Linked DNA regions of Mus musculus: all the other regions are linked to region 2. Evidence: chromatin contacts called from public Hi-C data. All regions are on one chromosome and are shown on one strand. The core of a region is the stretch at or near the end of the contact, and the rest is flanking DNA. Distances in the headings are between cores, read along the strand shown. Region 1 overlaps Maml2 (mastermind like transcriptional coactivator 2). Region 2 overlaps Maml2 (mastermind like transcriptional coactivator 2). Region 3 overlaps Maml2 (mastermind like transcriptional coactivator 2).

Evidence for each region. Hi-C and Micro-C count contacts between places; a contact is called where the count stands out from the background.
Region 1: a Hi-C map of bone marrow-derived macrophages shows a contact between it and region 2, with 19 read pairs. The contact joins two enhancer-like sites. A contact is called at or near these places in 6 of 484 Hi-C or Micro-C datasets (CD4 T cells, the HPC-7 cell line, bone marrow-derived macrophages and 2 more), 13 of 115 datasets of contacts at active chromatin or transcription factors (bone marrow-derived macrophages, craniofacial prominence, differentiating embryonic stem cells and 9 more) and 3 of 9 other capture datasets (adipose tissue, bone marrow-derived macrophages and liver).
Region 3: a contact with region 2 is called in a Hi-C map of bone marrow-derived macrophages, with 23 read pairs. The contact joins two enhancer-like sites. A contact is called at or near these places in 1 of 39 promoter capture datasets (embryonic stem cells), 2 of 484 Hi-C or Micro-C datasets (bone marrow-derived macrophages and pancreatic cancer cells), 16 of 115 datasets of contacts at active chromatin or transcription factors (the 230-238 cell line, bone marrow-derived macrophages, craniofacial prominence and 12 more) and 4 of 9 other capture datasets (adipose tissue, liver, macrophages and 1 more).

What each region holds. Positions count from the first base shown.
Region 1 is chr9:13,572,936-13,575,635 of GRCm38.p6, forward strand. All of the region lies in intron 1 of Maml2 (mastermind like transcriptional coactivator 2), which reads left to right. Among named protein-coding and RNA genes, the nearest start is that of Gm51666, 36 kb to the right of the region's middle. Within about 2 kb of position 1,441, at least 48 of the 459 cell types and tissues checked have an H3K27ac peak or open chromatin away from gene starts, as enhancers often do. A contact at or near this core is called in adipose tissue and bone marrow-derived macrophages, where this site is marked.
Region 2 is chr9:13,313,430-13,316,129 of GRCm38.p6, forward strand. All of the region lies in intron 1 of Maml2 (mastermind like transcriptional coactivator 2), which reads left to right. Among named protein-coding and RNA genes, the nearest start is that of Maml2, 17 kb to the left of the region's middle. Within about 2 kb of position 1,267, at least 60 of the 459 cell types and tissues checked have an H3K27ac peak or open chromatin away from gene starts, as enhancers often do. A contact at or near this core is called in adipose tissue and bone marrow-derived macrophages, where this site is marked.
Region 3 is chr9:13,669,943-13,672,642 of GRCm38.p6, forward strand. All of the region lies in intron 2 of Maml2 (mastermind like transcriptional coactivator 2), which reads left to right. Among named protein-coding and RNA genes, the nearest start is that of Gm51666, 61 kb to the left of the region's middle. Within about 2 kb of position 1,364, at least 22 of the 459 cell types and tissues checked have an H3K27ac peak or open chromatin away from gene starts, as enhancers often do. A contact at or near this core is called in adipose tissue and bone marrow-derived macrophages, where this site is marked.

The sequences.
Region 1 (2,700 bases), core at 191-2,690, 260 kb after region 2:
GATTTTCCTTTTAAAATGAAATGATTAGGGTTGGAGGTGGCTCAGCTGTTAAGAGCACACACTGCCTTCAGATGCTCTGAGGTAGGTTCCTAGCACTCACGTCACGTGACTCACAACCTTCTTTATCTCCATTTCCAGGGTAACTGGTGCCCTCTTTTGGTCTCCAAGGTCACTGCACTCAGACATACCCACACACAGACACACATGTGCACATAATTAAAAATAAATGAACCATTTTTTAAAGAGACTAACAATACAATTTATACAAACCTGACTAAAGGAGTCAATGAATTCATAAATCATTTCCTGAGGCCACTATAAATTTGGGGTAGAGAAGAAAAGAACTGTTAAGTGTAAGAATTGTAAAAATAAATACATAAGGTCATACAGTCGACTTTTATTTCTCCATACTACAGTTCTCTGAGGACTGCTTACATCTTCTGCCATGGAAAATAAATCCATAAATAGACATTCTGAGATTTGAGAGTACCTGGGGATAATGATTTTACAGAACATTTTATAGGACAGAAAGTACTAAAAAAATATGGGTTGGTTTTGTAGTATGAATTCTGTCCTTCCTCTGGTTGTGAATATAAACAGTTATTGCAATAGTCTTTAAGTTTTATATTTACAATGAGGCAAAAACGAGCTGAAATTATATGATACTATAATGAATATGGTACTAAATCTTAAACACATTTTTTCTATGATTTTTTTTTTGAGACAGGGTCTTACTTTGAAGCCCAGGCTGAACTACAACATGCAGATTTCCTACAGACTTCAGTGTGATAGAATTCCTATCATACCTAGCTTTATACAAAGCAGTCTCGAACACTTCCAAACCTTCCCCCTCACAATGAGGTTAAGAGAATGGACTGGAAGTTCATGTGATTCAACAGTATATCATCAAACTGCCCACTCCAGTGGCAATCTTTCTCATCTCCATGAAAGTGTATAGTTTTAAAAACTCTTACACACCATGATTTCATCATGTTAGTCCCATTGATTTACTAAACGACTATGTGTTGTAGGGTTGAAAGTAACAAGAGACAGGTTATGCAGGTAACAGATGGAAGAGTCACAACCAGAGCCTACAAGTCCTGACTCCTAGACAAGTGTTCCTTTCACTGTGCCAGGCAGTTGAAAATTCTCAGCCTTATCAGATGCTTCTCATCGCTTCCCTTGAAAAAAACCACACAAGACAGCATGATGCTATCTGGCCTGTCACTGTCGATATCTCCATATGTGAGGGGGGAGGAGCAAAGAGAGAGAGAGAAATGTTTCTGCAGAGATTTCGATTTTGCAGAGATAGGATACAACTTGCTTCCCATCCAAAGATCTTGAGCAATTAACGAGACTATTGTCCACAAGTTGGTGCAGGGTTTAGCAATGAGATGGTAGCTGTTTGGCTGCTTCCCCTCTCACTCAAGGTCTCGAGGGACAAAACAGGAAACAGGGCCTTGTTCTGGCCAAAGCTGGATTCCTGTCCTGGCCCTGGACAGGCCATGTCTTCTCCAAGCTCCACTGCAGCTTGGTAAGAAGGCTAGTAACTACCACTTCGCCCAATTCTCAGACCTGCTTTAAGAGTTATTCCAGTGAAGGAATAACTGCATTTCTTGAAAATCATTTGTATCAAATGGCTCACGCATATACAGGGCTGTTACTAATGTGGTTAAGAGAGCACCAAGAACGATGGTTTAAAGGACTGCCTTCTGCTGAAAGCCACAAGGGCAGCCTTCGCTCCGAATTGTACTTTGCTTTTCCACACCAATCTCTAGAAGAAGAAGAAAAACGGTGACAGAGCTCCTCTGTTGTATTTGTTTTTCTTGTTTTTCTGAGGTAGGGTCTCATTCTGTAAAACAAGGCTGGCTTCCCCCCCCCCCCGAGGTGCCGGCATTAGAGGTGTGTGCCACCATGCACTTTAGGGGAAAGCATCACATTGCACAGGCTTGAGGAAGAGTGGAATGAACCGAGGCAACAGGCTGCCATAGTTACTTTCTTGTTGCTACAGAAAATACCCTGACAAAAACAACTGGAGGGAGGGAGATGTGGGTTATTTTCAGCTCCAGGGGACACTGTCTACCCTGGCAGGGAGGACAGGGCAGCTGGCAGCAGAGGTGCCAAGGTAGGAGTGAGAGGCTGGTTGGTCACCATGCATCCACACTCAGGAAGCAGAAGTGAATAGGAAGTGGAGCTGAGTTACGAGGCCTTTCCCCTGTGAGCCATTTCCTGCAGAGAAGCCCTGCCTCCTGAAGATTCCACAGCCTTCTCCGACACCACCACCAGCTGGAGAGCAAGTGTTCAAATATCTGAGCCTAGGGGTAAATTTCTCATCCAAAGCACTGCTTGAAACACACATAGTTTCTCTTAAAAATGTTTAGGGAAGAAACCTTCCTCTCCTGAGCCCATCACATGTCTGGGTACTGAGAGCCAGTTTATTATTCTGTGCTTACCGTTCACAGTGAAAATGACTAATATTCATCAGCTGCTAAGTACTGTGTTTCCTCTCCTAAAGTCAGGTACGTGGAAGGGAGCAGAGACTGTTAGTCAGCTTTCCATTGCTATAGCAAATAACTGAGCTGATCCAGTTTTTATTAAATAAGGGGTTTGAGATATTTTGGTCAGAATGGGAACTTTCATTCATATTGCAAGTGTACTGGGTGGTACTGCTAGACTGTGCACCTTGTGGTTGCAGAAGCA
Region 2 (2,700 bases), core at 17-2,516:
CTTTAAGCTTTTCTCCTTCCTGTTAAGTCTTTTCTGAGTAATATCTTGGATGGGACTTAAAGGAAAGATCTGCAGCTCTTTGCTTAGAAGAAACTTTTGTATGCAATCAAATCCAAGTGGAGAATACATTTCTTTAAGTTGATGAATGTTTTCTTTTACCAGAAGAAAGTGGCAAGAATCATAATCGATGAGGTTTTTGATGGAGATAAAAATATGCTTTATTTATTTCAAGTTAAAGTTCCACCATGGTGTCAGACGTCTGACATGCATCACTCAGTGGATGTTGAACAATACTGGCAAATATACAAACACAAACTTTTGTGTCTGTGTGTGAATGCTTGCATATATATAAATATATATACATGTAGGTACATATGTGTCCACGTGTTGAGGCCAGAGGATGTATCTGCTGCGTTCCTCGGGTGTTATCTATCTTCTTTGCTTGTTTGTTGTGTGTCTGTTTGCTGTTTTGAAACATGGCCTTTCACTACCTGGAATTCTGGAATTCAGCAAGTATGCTAAGCTAGCTGGCCAGAGAGCCCCAGGGATGCGCCTATCTCTACTTCCCCAGTAACAGGATTCCAAACACATAGTACCTGCCCTTGCTTTTTGTATGTGAATTCTGGGGACTGAACTCAGGCCTTTGTGGCTGACTAAACTGACTGAGCAGCCTCACAAACATGTTGTTTGCTTGTGAGTCAAGGTCTCATGATGTAGTCCTGGCTATCCTGGAACTCACTATGTAGACAGGACTGACCTCAAACTCACAGAGATTCACTTCTGCTTCCCAAGTGCTGAGATTAAAGTTGGGCACCACTACTCCCAGCTTTTACAAGTATGAAAATTTGAGATCACAACCCCTTCTACCGTGTACTATGCATAGAGTGAGAAATATTGTTCTTCACCATGGCCTTCCAGTACAGCATGCTTATTTAAAATCACATTATATGTCTAATTTTTCAAGCACTATTCTAAATGTTTTTGAAGTATTAACTCATATCCCTGTACTTAAACCATGACATTATTCCCATTTGACAGATAGGGACTGAGTAGTGGTACAGTAAGAGTTTGAACTGTTGCTAGCTGCTAGAGTCCTATTACCTCTAACCAATGTCCCTTGCTGAGTGTAGAAGACACTCACGCAGGTGTCCTCAGACTCCAGCTCACGTCTGATCCAGGCCTGAGTTTTGAAGCAAGTACAACAAAGTATTTGCAATCCAGTGCTGATTAGACATGAAGAGTCATCTTAGCTGCAGATGCAGCTCAGTAGGAATGCCTAAGGCTATAGATCACTCTTTGAGTTGCCTGTCTCCTGTTTTCTAAGCCTCAGAAAGTGCTGGAACATGTAGTTCGTGAATGACAGATATGCTTTGGCTTGCATTCTGGGATAGGTTTCTACAGCCACCTGGAAGGCCTGTGGAGGTTTCTGAAATAAAACGTGTGCTCACTGGGAAGGAGAACGATGCTGAGTCATTATCCTCACTGGCCCCGTGGGCATGGCTGGTCTCTGGGATAGACTCTTTATGCTCAGGAACCAGCCATGGAGTATCTCCAGTGTGCATTCCAGATGGAATGTTAATTCTTGTGGAGGAATGGTTCCAGATCTGACTATGTTGTGAGGAGGCTACAGTCCATCTGGAAAACAAGTTTATGTTTAGAAATAAACTGCCTTTACCTTATAGATCCCTTACAGATATTGCGGCCTCTGTTCTGTAAGTGTGGTGTGGAGACTTCTTTCCCTACTTGCAACTAGATCACTCTCTCTAAAATCCTTACACATGAAAATCCTGCAGACACTGTCTCCGTGGTATAAATTCTGGAAGAGTTGTTCTTTGGATGGGAATGGCCACAGAAAGTGAGGAGATGGTGAGCATGAGGCCCAGAACATAAAAGCCATCCTTGGGGTTTTCTTTTGGGAATTAGATCTTGCTATAAGCTTCCATAACACTTCTCAGGAAATCTGTTGTTTCATCTAAATCCTGCCCTCGGCCCAGGAATGGAGAGGAAAAGACTGCAGTTCCCCAAGCACTCTTGTCAGGAGCTTTCTGTGCTAAGAGGCAGGAGACTTCGCTCCTTGACTTCATGTTCCTCTGCTGTGTGTTACAAGCATGTTCAGTGTGGGTCCGCTCCATGGTTTTGTCAGATTCCCAAAGTGCTCCAAGGCCTGAAGAACCTGAAGTCAAGGCTTGGGGTGAGAGGAAGAAGAATCCTAGGAATGCTGGAGTAGTGAGATTGTTGTCCAGAGCACAAGCTCCGGGAGAGCTCTTGAGTTGATTACTAGTCTGTGTTCTGCTCACTCCAGGCTCAGGAATCGGGGCTGAAATCAAATGTACCTTGTTTTGTGCCTGATTCCCTAACCCTGGGCCTTCTTGTCTGTTGTGTTATCTATCTGGGCACCATTGCCCTGTTTAGCTGTCCCCAGGTCTGCTTTTTTTCTGCAGGTTTCTTTCATTCTCTTCTGCAGGTGAGAGCCCTAGTAAACAGTCTCTTAGGCTTGGTTTCTAAGTGACCTCTCACATTTGCAGGCTTCCTGCCCTCTCACCTTAACCTCTGCATTTAAATAATGTCTCTCCCTTTCATTAAGGACCTTCTTAGTGAATATTTGAGGCCTGGCTTGCAGCTTTTTCCTGGGACATCGGCACAGGGACTGTTCTTATTAGCTGGGCACCCCAGGCTGCTGGAGTTCCTATCTTGGCAGTG
Region 3 (2,700 bases), core at 114-2,613, 360 kb after region 2:
GTTCTACAACAGGGCTTCAGCCACCTGGTCGGTGACAGATTTGTTCTTTCTTACCTATTGTGAAAGAACCTAGTGGGGAAACCCCCACACTGTTCCCAATTCGGCGTGCACCCAAGAATCATGAACAGAACGCCTTGATGTAAAAACACTCTCACTCATGGTGAGAGTCTCCTAAAGCTATTGAAGATGGTTCAAGCAATTCAAAAAGGCAGATTTTTTTTTTTTTGGTTGTTTGAGACAGGGTTTCTCTGTATAGCTCAGGCTGTCATGGAACTCACTTTATAGACCAGGCTGGCCTCGAACTCAGAAATTCGCCTGCCTCTGCCTCCCGAGTGCTGGAATTAAAGGAGTGCGCCACCACGCCCAGATCAGACAATTCTTAGAATCTGCTTAACTAAGTCATTTAGGTACACAGTAGTCTCTGTTATTGCCCAGGGCAAATATTGAAGCCCAGGTAAACACCAGGAACAGAAGGAACTGGCCCTAAGATCAAACTGTGTGCAAGCTCTGCTCGCCTGGTATCAAGTATCAAAAATGATGTAAGGGATTCTGGGTGCCCGTGAAGAGTTTTACAGTCTTATTCCTATGACTTTTTCTGCTTTGCATGAAACCTTTTCATGTTAAATGAAAAGAAGCGCCAGTAAGGTAATGAAATAGCTTGTAAATAAACAGTTCAATTAAAAGATGTATTTGTGGAAGTTTTAAAACAAAACACATGCACACATGAGTACATATGTGCTCACGCACACAGGCACATGCACATATGCATGTGCACACATGAATGCACACACACACTAGTGAGTTCCAGGTGTTTGAACAACTGCCCCAGCAAGGCTATGGGAGTCAGACGCTCCACTCTTTGGAGCCAGTATGTCAGTCATCAAATAGAGAATAAAACCCTGGCTTCTAAAGTGGCCATTCTGTCATAGATCCAGCACCACCAATCCCCTGCCTCCAACTCCAGACTACCTAAAGCAATAGGGCATTTAAGGCCTTGAATTATTTGACTGTAATTATTACACTGAGTTCATAAATGCATCTAGTAAAGTAGATTCAGTGGTTATACTTAGTCTGATTTAAGAAGAAACAGCTCATAAGAAATATTGTTCTTCCCTGAAGAAATGAAAATTCACAGGAGGGGCAGGACTAAGAATAACATGGAAGCAAAGCTCTGCCTTAAACCCTTTGTAAAGCATGCTCTGTTCTTCTGCTTAACAAATGCAGCCTTCATCATCTTTGATTCTGGGAACAGTGTCAAGCCTAAGAAACAATTGGAAACCTGCAGTGCTGTAGCCTGTCCCCTGCTGGTGATTCTAACTGGGTCCAAATTAAGTATCTCCCTTCCAAGTGTTCTGAATAACACTCATGACAGAAGTTGGGACTCAGCCAGAAGAAGCCAGAGGCTGACACAACCCTGTGTCACCAGGGTTTCTAAGAGGTGGTCCAATTGTCTCTACTAGGACATAACTCTGCCCCCAGCTGTCCCTTCCTCTTCTTCTTCTGTTACAGCATCTGAAACAGAAGTTGCATAATCACAATCGCTGGGCCCTGGTTTCAAACCCCTTCTTGAGTACCAAGCTGGCTGAAGATCATGTCCCTGTAGGACTTGGAAACAGGGTCTCACTGTGAGGCCTGGCATGCCACCTGCCTGTCACATACTCTAAGTGAACATCACTACTCCCAACTTGAGACATGGTTAACCTGAGGGACTGTAACACACAGGAGGACTAAGGTAGACAGAGACCACGTCTGTACCTCAGGATACTGATGTGCAAAGATCTGAGTGATTTGACAGAAACTAAGCAACTGTTGTCGAGCACCTTGTCTGTGCCCAAGGCAGTCATTTTATTTAGTGAATATTTTTATAATTTTACCTGAGTGGTATGTATAATCTAAGAAAAATCACTAAGAACCATTTTGGTTATCAAAAATGTTAAGGAGTGAGTACTCGTCCCTTTCAGATCCCAGCTTGGCACAGTGATGGTCTTTCATGTCTCACAGTGAAGACACTGGTATCATATTTCTTTTCTTTTGCATAGCTTTGAAAACACTAATTAGCAGTTTCATTGAAAGTACAACATCCATGGATTCACAATCCAGTGTGAACAGGGACATGAGAATCCATCTCCTAGGCTTCTGGTGGGATGAGACACAGAAAGGAACATTTCACAAGTTTATATCTTCCTCAGTTATTAAGAGAGAGAAAGGGATTATCATGAAATAGAATGTGGAAGAAAAGGCAGACATGGTAATAGCATCCTTTCTTAGAAGACTTGACTTTCGTTTTTGTTTTTTTTTTAAGATTTATTTATTTATTATGTGTAAGTCACTGTAGCTGTCTCAGACACACTAGAAGAGGGAGTCAGATCTCATTAGGGATGGTTGTAAGCCATCATGTGGTTGCTGGGATTTGAACTCAGGACCTTCGGAAGAGCAGTCGGGTGCTCTTACCTGCTGAGCCATCTCACCAGCCCAAGACTTGACTTTTCAAATTTCACATAGGTTATCTTGCTAAGTAACCGTGATAACCCTAACCCGTGTCAACATTGTCTCCATGCCACAGAAACTGTCAGATCCAGAGCACAGCACACATTGGGATTATTCTTCATCTCTGATGACCTCTGTCCCCCCAACTTGCAGTATTGTAGGGCTCAGAAGAACGGTGAACAGAGGGTATGATAGCCCTCTGTGGTTGACCCT